Regions from separate parts of the Mus musculus genome. Here region 2 is linked to region 1. The links are chromatin contacts, called in public HiChIP or PLAC-seq maps. All regions are on one chromosome and are shown on one strand. Each heading gives the region's core, a stretch centred on a gene start, on an enhancer-like site or on the middle of the called end of the contact. The rest is flanking DNA. Distances are from core to core; before and after follow the strand shown. Region 1 overlaps Mcu (mitochondrial calcium uniporter). Region 2 overlaps Micu1 (mitochondrial calcium uptake 1).

Evidence for each region. HiChIP or PLAC-seq counts read pairs in DNA pulled down with a chosen protein or histone mark.
Region 2: an H3K27ac HiChIP or PLAC-seq map of oligodendrocyte precursor cells shows a contact between it and region 1, with 6 times the contacts expected there. The contact joins two enhancer-like sites. A contact is called at or near these places in 8 of 484 Hi-C or Micro-C datasets (CD4 T cells, LSK cells, bone marrow-derived macrophages and 5 more) and 3 of 115 datasets of contacts at active chromatin or transcription factors (double positive thymocytes, embryonic stem cells and oligodendrocyte precursor cells).

Annotation. Positions count from the first base shown.
Region 1 is chr10:59,466,448-59,474,116 of GRCm38.p6, reverse strand. It overlaps Mcu (mitochondrial calcium uniporter), which reads left to right. Exons shown (of 8, transcript NM_001033259.4): 3 at 6,321-6,491; 4 at 7,559-7,663. Among named protein-coding and RNA genes, the nearest start is that of Oit3, 29 kb to the right of the region's middle. Within about 2 kb of position 4,971, at least 16 of the 459 cell types and tissues checked have an H3K27ac peak or open chromatin away from gene starts, as enhancers often do. A contact at or near this core is called in oligodendrocyte precursor cells, where this site is marked.
Region 2 is chr10:59,844,648-59,852,316 of GRCm38.p6, reverse strand. All of the region lies in intron 10 of Micu1 (mitochondrial calcium uptake 1), which reads right to left. Among named protein-coding and RNA genes, the nearest start is that of Gm23803, 31 kb to the right of the region's middle. Within about 2 kb of position 3,681, at least 40 of the 459 cell types and tissues checked have an H3K27ac peak or open chromatin away from gene starts, as enhancers often do. A contact at or near this core is called in oligodendrocyte precursor cells, where this site is marked.

The DNA of each region.
Region 1 (7,669 bases), core at 3,722-6,221:
CTATGAATTTGTCACGCTCCTGTGGAAAGCTCATGTGTCCCACACAGCTGATGGGGGCATTGGGACAGCACTGGCATTTGCATGGTAATGGAATCTGGAAAGATGTGAAATTGCTTGGAGAATACGTGGGCTGAGAAGCCAAGATTCTGGGGCAAAGCACTTAGAAACTTTTGAGGAATGAATAGAGGAATAACTGCATATGACTCAGAGTTAGGTCTAGACAGGTGCAGTGGCGCACACCTTTAGTCCCAGCACTCGGGAGGCGGGGGCAAGCAGATCTCTGTGAGTTGGAGGCTAGCTTCGTCTACATAGTGAGTTCCAGGTGAGCCAGGTCTATGTAGCAAGACCTCATCTCAAAAAAAAAAAAAAAAAAAAAAAAAAAAGAGAAAAGAAAAAAGACAGACAGACTAGAGAAGTATATTAAAGCCATTAAAGCTAAAGGGGAAATGTTTTTACCAAATGAAGTAATTACGTCATGGGATGCTGCTAAAAGAAGCAGACTCGGTGCTGAAATCTCCACTGATTTCCACAGCCCAGACATCATATGTGATCTAAGAGAAATGACTGCTGAGCCAGGCAAGGTAGTTCATGTCCGTGATGCTAACCCTGAGGAAGTGAATTAGTCAAACAGTGAAAACTAGGTTGCATTTGATCCAACTGCAACCTTCAGGGGCGTTGTCTGATCTTGCAAGAGTTTAATTTTCTTAGCTATAAAAAAGTAAAAAATAAAAAAATAAAATAAAAAGAGGTTGTTGAAGAAGAACTCATGATTCTTTGGCCTCCTGACGTTAAAACCATGTCATTGCATCTCACTTTTGTGATGCATTCGTGTTATCAAAAGCGGGCAGTGTGTGCAGAGAACATAAGGGACAGAAATCATCTGTCACACGAAGTTAGTTCCAGGGAACTCTGCGAATCCCACCCTACAGGCCCCATTAACTGAACTGTGAGAAACTGTATTCATCTGCAGTTACCGGTAGGTGGCTTCCCGGTTGGTTTTTCCAGTCAAGATAAGCCATCCTGACCCGACACTTGCTCAGTATGAACTGATCCTCTCCCCGCCTTGAGAGTTCTGGGATTAGGTACCACCATTCCAGGCTGAGGGGGTGTGAGGGAGAACGAGGGGGAGGGTGTTTTACAGCGTTTGGCTTAAACATTTGACCAAATAATAATGTGTGTATTCCTTCCTTCCTTCCTTCTCCCTCCCTCCTACCCGCCTCCACCCTACCCCTCCACCCCAACCCACAGGGGTTGCTCTGTTCCTGGCCTCCTCGCAGCCTCAGTGTCTGGAGCACCTGGAGCTCTCCTTAGCTTACAGGATTCTAGAGTTATGCTTAAAGCGCTTGTCACACTATGACTGGCTCTAAGTGTTTACGGTGGCAACCCCATGACTTCTAAGCCTCTTTGAGGCAACAGTCTTGGTGAACATGCTTGTTTATTCTTATTTCATTAATATGGAAGTCAAAGCAAAAGCTACTTTGTGGAACTTACACTTGATCGGAGTATCTCTGAGGTAGTGGGTGCTGTGGCCCTTCTTGTAAATCCCACTTTGCATCCAGATCATAACTCCCCATCCTCCTCTCCTCCCAGTCTCACCTTACAACCACTCCCCCACGCCCCCACCCCATTACCTGTCTTCTCCTCAGAGAAAGGGAAGCCCTGCCTCAGAACCACCCCACCTTGGGATGTCCAGTTGAAGTTGGACTAAGCGCATCCTCTCCCACTGAGGCCCAACCAGGCAGTCCAGCTAGGGGAAGGGGACCCAGTGGCAGGCGACAGAGTCAGAGATCGCCCTCACTCCAGTGTAAGGGGATCCACACGAAGCCCCAGCAGCACATGTGCTACAAATGTGTAGAGGGCCTGAGTCCAGCCCCTGTATGCTCTCTGGTTGGTGGTTCAGCCTCTGTGAGCCTCCACAGGCCTTTTCTTGACCTGTTGTTAAAGTTGACAACCTTTGGTGATTGTCCTTGTAGGCTGTTAACCAAGAACTCTAGCATTTGCATTGTAATCCAGTGTGTGGGAGGGAGGAAGACACGGGATTCTTTTAAAAGGCAGTGTTATAATGAAGCTGTGTGTATTCCATGCAGAGTTGTTGCTCACAGCTTTTCTATTTCTTTCCTTCCAAAGGCTTCATATTTAAAGGAAGACGTTAAGCCAGATGCAGAGATCTTCATTCCCCCTGTTGACTCTGTCTCAGTTATTCTAAAGACAGCAACCTCTGGGCGTTTATCTGTGAAACTGATGATTTAATGAAATGCTCCAAGCCTTAGCTCAAAGAATGCTATCTTTTATTTAAATTCCCTTCTGCCTCCTTTAGAGATCTGTGGTTAGCTTGTCTTTTGCATAACAGAAAGAAGATAATTGCAATAAAGATGCCAAGTGAATACGTTAATCACTTAATTTACCATCATTGCTATCTGTAGAAGAAACCTACATGTTTACATACCAGAGGCTGAGAATGCTAGGTTAAGGATTCTTTCTGAAAAGGAAAATGAACACCTTTTCAAATGTGTTTAGATGTTGCAAATGCGTGCTGGTGTTGGTATTGGGTGTTTTGTTTGTTTGGCCTGTTCCTGGGACAGCAGACTCTACCCTGTCATGGGTTGGTCTGATGCTGCTTGTATCCTAATGCTAAATACTGGTTCCTTGAGACTAGTGCCCTGGAGCGGATGTATCCAATGACCCTGCCCCCCAAGTTCGCCCCAATTGGTGAATAAAGATGCCCACAGCCTGTAGCTGGGAGAATTGAGACAGGTGGGATCTGGAGTTCCTAGGCTTAAGGTCTGGGTTCCCAGGCTTTGGGTTTGGGGAGGAAGAGAGAGGGGAAGATGGGGACAGGAGAAGGATGCCTTGGGGTAAGAGTCATAAGATCACAGCTGTGACACCTGGCCAGTTGAAGTTAAGAGCAGCCCAGATGGAACACGCAAGTCATATTGTGTGGTTAATGATAGGGAAATAGACATAATAGCATAGAGGATAGGTATCTGCCCAGCTCTAGTGCTGATTAAGTCTTCCTGTAAACGTAAAGGTTGTGTGTCTTTTATCCGGGAACTGAATGGTCAAAGGCAGCATAGACACCCCGGTTGAGGTTAAATATTCCCTATGACACTACTCTTTGAGTGAGGGTGTGAGGGTTTTTGGGGGTTTGTTTGTTTGTTTGTTTGTTTTGTTTTGTTTTACTTTCTATGTCAAATCTCAAGTCATGTATCTGTGTCTGTGAACTATGAACTCTAATGGTGATGTCTGCCCTGCTGCGAACACACAATGCGTCTCTGGCAACAATTTTCAGAAATCTGGACATCAAGCAGCATAGTCCTGCAATCCCAGCTAACGGGAAGCAAATGGCTGCAGGCAGCTTCCCAGACTCCTCCCAGCCTCCCAGCCTCTCAGCCTCTAGGCAGGAGACAGCTTCTAGACTCTAGCACAATGAGAAGAAACAGCCAGGTCCAGATTGGCCAGCTGAAGTGAAGAATGGACCAGGGAACTGAACAGGCCCTGCTGGCAAGGCTCCCGGGCTTGTGTGATAGTGTTCCCGAGCCAGGGCTGTGAACAGCCAGAGTTACCAGGTTGTCTGCTTAAATAAGGAACATACCAGGGTAGGCAGCCATCCTTGAGGTGGATGGCTCATCAGCTGCGATTGTGGGACAATGGTCCTAAGGAGGGGGCTGAGAGGAAATCGTGTTCCTGTGAGCCTGGCTAAAGTCTACTGCTCTTGTACAGAGACTAGAAAAACTTTCTCAGAAGTTATTTTTACCAGAAAACATAAAAATGAACAAATCTCAGGGTCCATATCATTTTATCCAGCCAGAATACTTACATATGTAGACACTCCAAAGAGATTTCCAGAAAAGTCACCTAGGAAGTAGCCCCACAATAAAGAATTCTCTACTTCTGTCATGAAAGAGTTGTACAGTGCTCAGCAATACAAAATTAAGGATATATAAGCAGTGACTAAAATTACCTAGCCGTGGAGTGTCAGGAGGCCATCCCCCAACTCAGCCTACAGAGACCCAGAAATGACAGAGATGATGAAGAAGTCAGCAAATGTGTTAACATGGAAACAGGGGTGAGACTGTAAGAAAAGACAAATTAATTTTCTGGAGGTTTTTTTTTAATATCTGAAATTTAAAAACCTACAGAGCTGGGCAGTGGTGGCACACTGGGGAGGTGGAGGCAGGCAGATCTCTGAGTTCAAGTCCAACCTGGTCTACAGAGTGAGTTCCAGGATAGCCAGGGCTACACAGAGAAGCCCTGTCTCAAAAAACCAAAAATTAATTAATTAAAATAAAAACCATACAGAAGGAATTAACGAGATAGATGATGTGGAAGGAAACATCTGTAACAAGGGAGTAAATAGTGCTGAAGCTGACCCAGGGAAGGACAGGAAATATAGGAAGAAGGCTCAGCAGGTGTGGAGCCAGCACCCTGTGATTGAACGGAAATATAGTTAGGGCTTTCAGGGAGGGGTAGAAGACAGAAAATTAAATAATGGTCAGATTTTCTCCAAATTTGGTGACTGCTATGAGTGCACAGATCTAAGACATGCATCCGTTTCCAAGTAGAATAATCACAAAGGAAAACAAGTGACATCACAACCAAACCATTGGAAGCCATGCTGACCAGAGGCCATGAAGAGCACGTGAGGAATACAGATGGGTCGCACATAGAAGAAAGATACGATAAGCCTAAACTCCTTATTCCATTAAGGCAAGATGATGAAGTTAATTCTTCCAAGAATGCCAAAATGGGGGAAAAATCTGTCAGATAGATTTTCTCTTACATACTAAAAATCTCTCTCAAAAAATCAAGGTGCAGTGACTTTCTCAGACATACAAAAATGGAGAGAACTCATTGGCAGTGCATTTGCGCCACAGTGACGTTTAAGATGGTTCTTCGGACAGAAGGGAGCACTGAATGAAGCACGAATGCTTTGTGAATGGTCACTATAGTATTGAGAGAATAATGTGCTCTCTGTTCAGTAGAGGCACAAAGATTTTCCAAATACCGATTTGCTGGTGGCTGAATCTGCCACAGATGGATGTTAACTATGCCACAAGAGCATTCCAGTCGTCGTAGAGGCTTCATTGATAATCACTAAAGACAAAAATAACCCGCAGTCTGTTAACGGACGTGAAGAGCAATCTCAGTGGCTCTGTGCATCAGAATAGGACCCGGGAGGATGAAGACACTGGGGGTGGACCTGTTACTTTGCATGTTAACCTAGAATTTTTAAAAATTCTGCTCAGTGATACAAACAAATGAACTACCGTCGCCGGCATATAGCATGGATGTGTCTCATAGCCATGCCAAGGGAAAGCCACCGTATGCAAAGAGTTGCCAGCCATAGAGCACCAGTAACAGTTTGTGATACCACAAAATCAGGTAGAGTAGCTCTAGAAAGCAGACCCAAAGTGCCTAGGAATTTGCAGGGGCGAGGCTGAGGGAGTCTGCAGGAAGCGTGGGGATGGTCTTGAGAATGTCTATTGAAAATAAGAATTGTTGGGGGTTTGTTTTTGAGACAGATGAGGAAGGAGGAATGGGTGTGGGTCACAGCTCTGGGAAGTCGCAACAGTTTCTCCTGATGATGGGTGTGATGCTACTGAGAACCACAGAGGAGCCTTTTGATTGATAAAGCGAGTGAGCTCGTTAGCAATCCGTGGTCAGGCAGTGCGCTGTGTAGAGAGATTTGTCTCCTTTCTTCCTAAGGACATTCTGAGAGTTAGGAGCCCACTCTCTATGTATGAGCAGCATCCCTTATTTCTCCTTCTCTTTCTTTGGCAGTGTTGATGCACAGAGCCTTAGTAAAATGAATCTCAGAAAACCTTTTCTAAGAATAATTTTCAGATACATTCTTAAAGCGATATTTTCAGCCCCAAACCTCACATTAGCAGCTAAACACTTACTTAAAGTTGGTGCCGGCATGAGAGGGAAAGGCTTTGGAGTAAAAACTGGGATTGGGTCTTGGCTCAGGATCTTTGGGAACTGTATAACTTCTTGGGCTTCACATCTTTTTTTTCCAGATAGGACCAGGACTTGACTCAGCCATACCAAGACCCCCTGTGTTGTAGTCCACAAAAGCCTCTCTCTGGCCTACTCAAAGACAGCCATATCTGAAAAAATTAGTCCACTGCTCTGATTGATCTTGAATGAGCCTGTTCCCAGATTAACTCTAAAAGTTCTTATTCCTAAACCTTCCTTAAAAACCTTTTAAGTCACACTAATGGTAGTGTGTGTTCCCACCATGGGCAGGAAAAATGATGACGAGACTTTAACTGATAATATAACCGAACCATCGTATGTTTGTGGGTCTTTTCGCTCAGACGTGACGGTGGTTTACCAAAATGGATTACCGGTGATATCTGTGAGGCTACCCTCTCGACGCGAGCGCTGCCAATTCACACTCAAGCCTATCTCTGACTCAGTCGGCGTGTTTTTACGACAACTGCAAGAGGAGGATCGGGGAATCGACCGGGTCGCCATCTACTCACCAGGTAAGGTCATGCTCACTTTCAATTCTCACCTCCTCCTCAGGCCCAACCCCAAGCAGCTCGGTACAAAGGAATATTGTCCTGTTAGTTAGAAGGCTTGTGAGTTTTGGTTTGCAAGCATGGAAGACAAAGCCTTTTCCCTCCCAGTGGTCCTCGGACTGTTCTTGTCAGCAGATGTGTGCCCACAGGGAGTCTCATTCCAAAGCAGCTCACATCGAATGTCACCACAAGGACAGACAGGCAATCACATTTCCCGTCCTTGAGGTCTCTTATCATTACCGTAGGTGTGGAATATGTTTCTCCAGCAATTGAGCAGTCAAATGTTTACCAAAATAGAGTCTGTGATTTGAGAGTATACAATAAGACACTAAAACCTCTCATTTGATGTAACATCTGTTTATTTAAGTGCCAAAAAAAAAATTGTTTTCGCTTTGACTTAGAAAAGTCTTTCAAACCTACAGCAAGATTGAGACTAGCAAGTACCCATTTACCCTTCCGTTGGGGTCACCAGCCAGGACAGCTGCCGACTTCTGTCCTTTGCCTTTTAACGGTGTGCTTTAAGCACTCCAGACTTATCTAGTTCCGTCCTTGGTAGAGCATCCTTGGTAGAGCCATTTGCTGCCCTTTGCTCCCCATCTCAACCTCCCCTGCTGAATTAATTAGCAGCTTCCCCATGGCTGGGCTGCCAAGTACCATGAGATTGAGAGCCATGTAGGCTATTCTCCAGCTTCCAAGGTAAAGGCCCGCACCGCACTGCCCTGCAGGTGAGTCCAGATTCCAGCTGAGCCCTGTAGGTCTGTCTGTGACCAGCAGTTACCCCACTTGTTGCCACAGCTACAGGGAAAGCGACTGTTAAAGCATCCAATTTGGCCTAAACACAAAGAGCATCAGATATACACCTAACCTCTGCCCAGCCTGAGGTGAGGCCTGAGGTGAGGCCGAGTTAACAGAGACAGGAGAGCACTTTAAAGCTATTTGAGATTTGGGGATTTATGTTGTTATGGGTTTTTTTTCTGGTCGTTCTTAAATAATGATGGGCCTGTGACACGTTATATTTAAATTGTTCACAGATGGCGTTCGAGTCGCTGCCTCCACGGGGATAGACCTCCTGCTCCTCGATGACTTTAAGCTTGTCATTAATGACTTAACATACCACGTACGGCCACCAAAGAGAGGTGAAA
Region 2 (7,669 bases), core at 2,432-4,931, 380 kb before region 1:
AATGCTAAGATCTGGCACAAGGAAAAGGGAAAGAACAAAACCCTTCAAATGTGCTGGTGCCCCTCTCACCAATTTGCGTCTTATAGAGCTGGTGAAAGGCATATCTTCTGGACCTTCCCATTGTGGACAATTATGCTTTACACAATATATCCACTCTAGCATTGCAATTTCCCTAAGTCTTAAAATCCCTTCATCAACACTAAGCCACGGAATATCAGGCATCTCCAAGTCATTTCCAGTAGGCCATCTTTTGATAAACACCTCAGCCAACCATTCAAACAAACTTTTGACACCTTTTTTAACTATGCGAGCTTCCGTATTAAACCTAGAATCTCTACTCAGAGGACCCATGTCAATAAACTCAGCCTGCTCTAGTTTTATGTTCCTTCCACCCTTATCCCACACCCTTAAAATCCATTCCCACACATATTCACCAGGTTTCTGCTTGAATGAATTAGCAAACTCATTAAGCTCCTTAGTAGTGTAGCGAATTTCCTCATGGACTATACTTTCTACCTCCCCTCTAGGAGCCTGTTTTGCTTTGAGTCTGGTTACAGGTCTAGAAGAAACTATTGGTGGGCCGTGAGCAGACTCTGCAAAATTAATTTCCTCATGTGGGGAAGGCATTATTTCAAGAGGTGGGGCTGAGGGTACTACTTCCTCAGGTGGGGCAAACCCTTGAGAATCTGAGGATTCAAAATTCTCAGCTTCAACATGGTCTTCCCACACATCCCCGTCCCATGTTGTAGGATCCCATTCTTTGCCAATTAGAGCCCTTACTTTAACTGTCGACACACTCTGAGGCTGAGACTTGAATTTTCTCTGTAGTTCAGCCAACCTTACAATGAGAGTTTCTGTTTGATTTTCTGCAACTTGAGCTCTATTGCTACAAGAGAGAAGATTCTCCTCAAGGACACACTTAGCAACTTTTAGATCGTTTACTTGTGTCTGGAGCCTTTCGATTTTATCACACAACTCCTTCCTTTCATTCATCATTTTTTCCACAGATACTAAGAGCAGCCAGCCAGTAAAATCATTTTTCGATTTTTTCCCCATCTTGTAGAAAGCTTTGTGCACTGAATCACCTAATTCATTAAGAAAATCAAGGGCATTAGCTTCTTTAAGTTCGGAATATAGTTTCAACCATGGGTCTTCAAAATTCTCTGAGCTCCCAGGAGGGAGAGAATCTGGAGAGGTTTCAATATTTGAAAGTGCTGGTGGATCAACAAGCCAATTCCAGTATTTTAAAAGATTCATCCTTGTACTTCTGTTACTCTAGAACCACTCCTGGTACCAACTTCTGTATTAGTCAGGGTTCTCTAGAGTCACAGAACTTATGGATAATCTCTAAATAGTAAAGGAATTTATTGATGACTTACAGTCGGCAGCCGAATTCCCAACAATTGTTCAGTCGCAGCTGTGAATGGAAGTCCAAGGATCTAGCAGTTACTCAGTCTCACGCAGCAAGCAGGCAAAGGAGCAAGAGCAAGAGCAAGAGCTAGACTCCCTTCTTCCAATGTCCTTATATTGTCTCCAGCAAAAGGTGTAGCCCAGATTAAAGGTGTGTTCCACCACACCTTTAATCCCAGATGAAAGGCATAGCCCAGATTAAAGGTGTGTTCCTTAACTCGGAGATTCAATCTTCTGGAATCCATAGCCACTATGGCTCAAGATCTTCAAACCAAGATCCAGATAAGGATCTCCAAGCCTCCAGATAAGGGTCACTGGTGAGCCTTCCAATTCCGAATTGTAGTTCATTCCAAATATTGTCAAGTTGACAACCAGGAATAGCCACTACAACAGGGTTTCATTGTAAAGCCCCAGCTGGCCTGAGCTCACAGAGACCCTTCTGCCTCTGCCTCCTGAGTGCTGGAATTGAGGGTCCCAGGAAAGAGACAGCTTAGGTTCTCAAGGATCACAGGTGACCTTTCTACTCATCTTCCCAGGGACCTACATCCACTTAAGGTTGGGATGGGGGAGATTCGGCAAAATCCTGCCACTCAAAATCTGCTGCCCTTTGTTCTGACAAGTCTGGGCAGCGTCTGAACTGTTCCAGGTGCATCTGGTGTGGTCCATGACTGGTCACCTCAACAGTGGAAAGACTCATGCTAAGTTTCTGTGATAAAATAATACGTCAGAAATTAGGTTACATAAAATTTACCATGCACTCAGGCCACTCAGAATGATAAAATTCACAGGTCCACATAAAACCACAGGCTCTTAGAGCCAGAAGACACAGAGACAATGAGAGACCCAGGGACTTAAGTGACTTGCCAGGGTCACAAAGCTAGTGGCTGCAGAGCCTACATATTCCACTGTTCTTTCCCTATACACATTTGGCCTCTCACCTGGATGGTACCAGTTCCTTTCCACCTCTGTCATCCTAAAGGGACAGAGTCCAGATAAAAGAAAAGCCAAGTTAGGGCACCCTCAGTGCCTTGTGTCAGGGAGGGGTGACAGCCAGGACTGGGGGTTGGCGGTACCCAATAGACCACGGATCTGACTGTGTTCTGCAGTGAGGGTCACACGTTGTGCCCTTGGAACACACGTTGACAACTGAAGTGACAACTAAAAATGTGTAGGAGGACAACAACCTCATGAAAAGCACAAGTCACAGAGGTGGCCCAGGGTGAGGGGCGGGCGCTGTTCTCCATGCGACCCAGTTAGAGCTGCTTGTCTCTTCCCCCTGTGAAGGTGTGTGGAAAGGTGACCCTGCGGGTTACGGTGATGTCCTGAGCTGGTCTGTCATGTGATTAGTCAGTCATGCCCTACTGGACTGCAGGGGAGAAAATTAAAAAGCTGGCTTGTGCTTGCCAAGGTGAGGTGGGGGGAGGGGACGATACTTCAGCCCTGGGAAGGCTTGCTTCTACACAGGAGGGGGTGGGGGGAGGGGGGAGTGAGGGGAAGATGGGGGTCCTTTCTTGAATGTGTCTTTTTTCTGTTTTGTAACTTCTAAGCCACCCTGGCAGCTGGAACACACACACACACACACACACAGACACACACACACACATTCTGACACAGTTTTGGGGTGACTGGTGGGGAAAGAACTAAGATTCAGGAGAACTAAGAGCAACACAGCCAGCGCCTTCACAGTAAGAGGACAACGCCTGCTCTGTGTGGTACTGGCTCTGCATGGTACAGGCTGCTGACAACCTCTGTGTGATCAGGCGGCCTGCCTGTCCGAGGTGACACAGTCGGCCCCACCCGCTAGCTGACACTAAGTGCTACCTACCAAAACCAAGCGCAGCTCAGATGAGCCACAGTGGGCTCTTTGCTTAAACTGGCTCGGGCTGACTTAGTTGTAAGGTTTATTGCATTGTACAGTGCTGTGCTTAGCTTTACTGAAAATCCTATCACATCGTGTCTAAAAATGGAAGGAGTTTATTTTATTTTATTTTATTTTTTAAAGATGTGTTGTTGGGCGATCTCAGACTGCTGGGCTCCTGTGACCATAGGCATGTCCTACCCTGCCTGGCTAGGCAGTTAATGTTTTCAGGTGAAAGGCTACGGGACAGACATACCAGAGACAGTTCCAGAGTAGAAGGGGCCAGCCCGGACACTGCTAAGGAGAAGAAATACCTGGTGTGCTGAGCCACACAAGCGCTCTGTGTCTGGGAGGAGACTGCTTCCGGTTTGTGTGGTTTGTGAGAGCGTGGGACGTGGGGTGGTGAGGGGCAGGGATGGGGAGGTCAGTGATGTCAGTATGGACAGCAGGAGAGTGCAGAGGCCTCACTCAGATCTGGAACTATGGTGCAGAGGGACAGGCATACCAGGAGGGATTTCATCAGAGGCCAGTCACACACTGAGACCAGACCAGGGTCTTGCCAGGGTAACCTCAAATTCAGCTTCCTGGATCCGCCTGCCTCAGACTTCTTTTCTTTTCTTTTTTTCCTTCTTTGAGACTTTTTTCTGCATAGCTCTAGCTGTCCTGGAACTCACTCTGTAGTCCAGGCTGTCCTGAACTCCCAGAGATCCACTGGCTGCTACCTCCCCTAGTGCTGAGATTAAAGGCCTACACTGTCTGGCTTGCCTCAGCCTTCGGGACCCTGGTGTTAGAGTTGTGAGCCACTAAGCCTGGTTAGGAAATTATTTCTGGTTAGGTAATGCCTTCTTCACTTATTTCAAAATTCTGACGGTGTAGGAGCGGAGTCTTGCTCTCAGCTGTGGGCAGTGGTGCCTTTACCGCTGAGAGGCCACCAGCAGTATCTCTCTCAGACACATGCACATAAAAGACTCTCTTCTTCTTCTTCTTCTTTCCCTCTTTCCCTGAAAAGGCTCATTCAGCACCTCGGCTGAAAAATATTTCCATCCCAGAGCACAAACAGCATCCCGGAGCAGCTGCAGAGTGAGCCTCCCAGGACAGGACGGCTGTAGCATCCTGGAGATGGCCGTATCCTGTGTTTTGCTCCTGCTCTCTTCTACCCTCTATCTGCAGGGGGGCTCCTTCTGTATAACACTGTACTCTTGATGGACTGTGATGCTTGCTCCAGTGAAGGCTAACACCGATGGCTATAGACACGTTATAATTCAGTGTGTCGAAATTACCTGGAAGACTCTCGCTTATTTTCATAGGCTGCTCACGGTAGTAAACCTTGGTCTCCAGGAAGCAGATAGGGTGTGTGTGTGTGTGCACATGCCTTCAGAGGCCAAAGGCATCAGATAGCTTTGGAGCTGGAGTTTCAGGCAGTAGTGAGCCTCTTAATTTTGGGTTCTGGGAATCAAACCCAGGTCCCCTGCAAGATTTTTACAATCTCTTTATTGCTGAGCCATGTCTCCAGTACCTAAAAGATTTTTTAAAAAGCATGTATTTAGTGTGTGTGTATGTGTGTGTGTGTGTGTGTGTGTGTGTGTGTGTGTACAGAGGCTGAAGGACAACTTGTAGGAATTGCTTCTCTCTTTTCTACTGTGTGGGTGGTGGGGATCGAACTCATGTCATCGGGCTTAACAGCAAGTGCCCTCATCTGCTGCGCCATCATGTTGACCCATACTTCTTGTCACCTTTCTTTTCTGGTCTGTTCCTCAGTGGACTATAATGTCGGCTGACTTGAGTGCTGGCAGCTTACGCTCCTCCCAGTCTCCAACCAGTAGTCACGATTCTCTAAGGCATCTCTCCTCCTCAGGGTGCCTATGAGTTTTACAAACCCATCATATATGCACAGTGATGTGGTCAAGGCAGGGTCAATCTTTAGAATGCTGAGTGACTTTAAATTTGAGAAAATAAATCAGGTCTTTGCATGGAAAATCCCTCATGAAGCAAACATTTATTTTGGATTTTGAGCTTCCTTGCCTACACTGTGAGTAATTTTACTTTAAAAATTAATGACTTTGTCTTAAGACAGTGGGATCCTGGTCAGCATTTCCTTCATAGAACAAGGTTTTTACAACATACAGGGATGAGCAGGGGGCAGGGGACTGCCTGCCTGCTTTTCACGAGCTGCCAGAGTTTATCAACTGAAGCTCCTTTAAGTTCTAATCCCCTCCCACTACATGTCTGTAACACTCCTACCTCCACGGTCCGCCTAGGCTGTCTGCAGGAGCCTTGCTTTGAATTTTCTTCTCTTTCTGTTGTCACTTAAAAGTGTTGAACATCTTTTAAAACAACTAAAAATCTTGCATTATTATAGGTGTGTGGGTGTTTTCTCTGCATATGTGCCTATTGTGTACATGCCTGGGCCTAAGGAGGCCAGAAGAGGGCGTCAGATTCCCTGGAACTAGAGCTACAGATGCTTGTGAGCGCCCACACCAGTGCCGGGAGAGAGGAGCAGTTTCTCCAGCCTGGCATCTCTTTCCCTTCTTCTTTCCCTTCCTTCTCACTTTCCTTTTTATGGTTTTCCGAGACAGGACTTCTCTGCATAGTTCTGGCTGTCCTGGAACTCACTCTGTAGATCAGGCTGGCCTCAGAGATCCGTCTGCCTCAGCCTCCTGAGTGCTGGGATTAAAGGCGTGCACCACCACCGCCCAGCCTGGAGTCTCTTTTCTAATATCCCAGCTCACTCTGATCACCATCATTACTGACAACACAGGTGTGAAGCTCTGACCCTCAGTTTCTGCCCTGGTTTGTACCACACTAGCTGTGATCTGGGCAAGTCATTTTCCTCCATAGTGAATGACTTTACTGTTAGGAACAATAAAGTAGGAGTTTAATCAAAACGATTTCTAAACTCCCTTCCACTCCTAAAACTTTATGACAGCCAAGTTGTTTCCTTTTCCTTTTTAATGATCTAATAGCGTCAGTCAGTTACAATGTCCATATCTCAAGGAGCCTACAAAGAAGAAACGAGGGGCTGGGGAGCTGGCTCAGCAGTTAGGAGTGTGTACTGCTCCCCAGAGGACCCAGGTTCAGTACCAAGGGACCGGATGCCGTCTTTTGACTTCTGTGGGCTTACACACACACACACACACACACACACACACACGCACGCACGCACGCACGCACACACACACACACACACACACACACGCACTCTCTCTCTCTCTCACCTACCTCCCTTTCCTTATATGTGCCCCATACCCATATCTTTTAAAGTCTAAAAAAAGGATAAAACTAGCTGGGCAGTGGTGACGCACATCTTTAATCCTAGCACTTGGGAGGCAGAGGCAGGTGGATTTCTGAGGTCGAGGCCAGCCTTGTCTACAGAGTGAGTTCCAGGACAGCCAGGGCTATATCTGGAATTACTGGTTGGTGTGGCACACAGACTGCTGAGTTACCCCAGCATCTCCATCTTGTTTAATGGAGGCAGGCCTCTGAATATGACATAACACACCTGCTGTTAGGTTAGTTTACATGGCAATGGTGATAGGCAGGTCACTCTCCTGACCTCTTTCTACAGGAATCTACTGTAGCAATTTTAGAAGAAGGGAGTGGCTGGACCGAGAACTGTTACATGGCTGGACCGAGAACTGTTACATGGCTGGACTTGCTGTGGCCCATGGAGAATCAATAGCCAGCAGGAGAAAGATGACTCAGTCCCACATAGAAATGAACAGGATTCTGCTAACAACTGAAAACCTTGATTGCAAGCCCCCTTAAGGTCTGAGCAGAGGGGCTGCAGAGGTGGCTCAATGGTTAAGAGTACTGGTTGCTCTTCCAGAGGATCTAGTTCTAGGACCCAAGTTCGAAACCCAGAACCCCACATGGCAGACCGCAGATCACAACAGTCTGTAGCTCCAGTTCCAGGGAACCCCCAACCTCTGCAGGCACCAGACATGCATGTCATGTGTAGACACACATGCAGGACATACACAAAAGCAAACTACTCAGATCACATAAAATAAAAATAAATCTAAAAAACCAACCAAAACTGCACAAAAAGATCTGAGCAGGGGCTCCAGAGGCAGCACCCAGGCTCTCAACCACCCCAGTCGCTAGTCACCAGCGACTATCAGTGTATTTCAGCTGCAGCACTGGCCTTTATTGCTCAGAAGCAAGTAGAGCTGGCCCGTGGGCACAGTTTATGACTGGGAAAGTCCCAGGCTCCTCAGGTCACACTTTATTTATAGCTGCCCTCGATTTTTCGCTGTGCTATTCCTTTGCGCAACTACAGCGCCTCACTGCTCAAATGAGATTCGGGAGAGGCACTAGCCGAGGTCTAATTAAGTTTTAAATTTTCTAACAAGGAAATAAAAGCCCCCCCCCCCGCCCTTTCTTTTGGGAATCTGACAGATT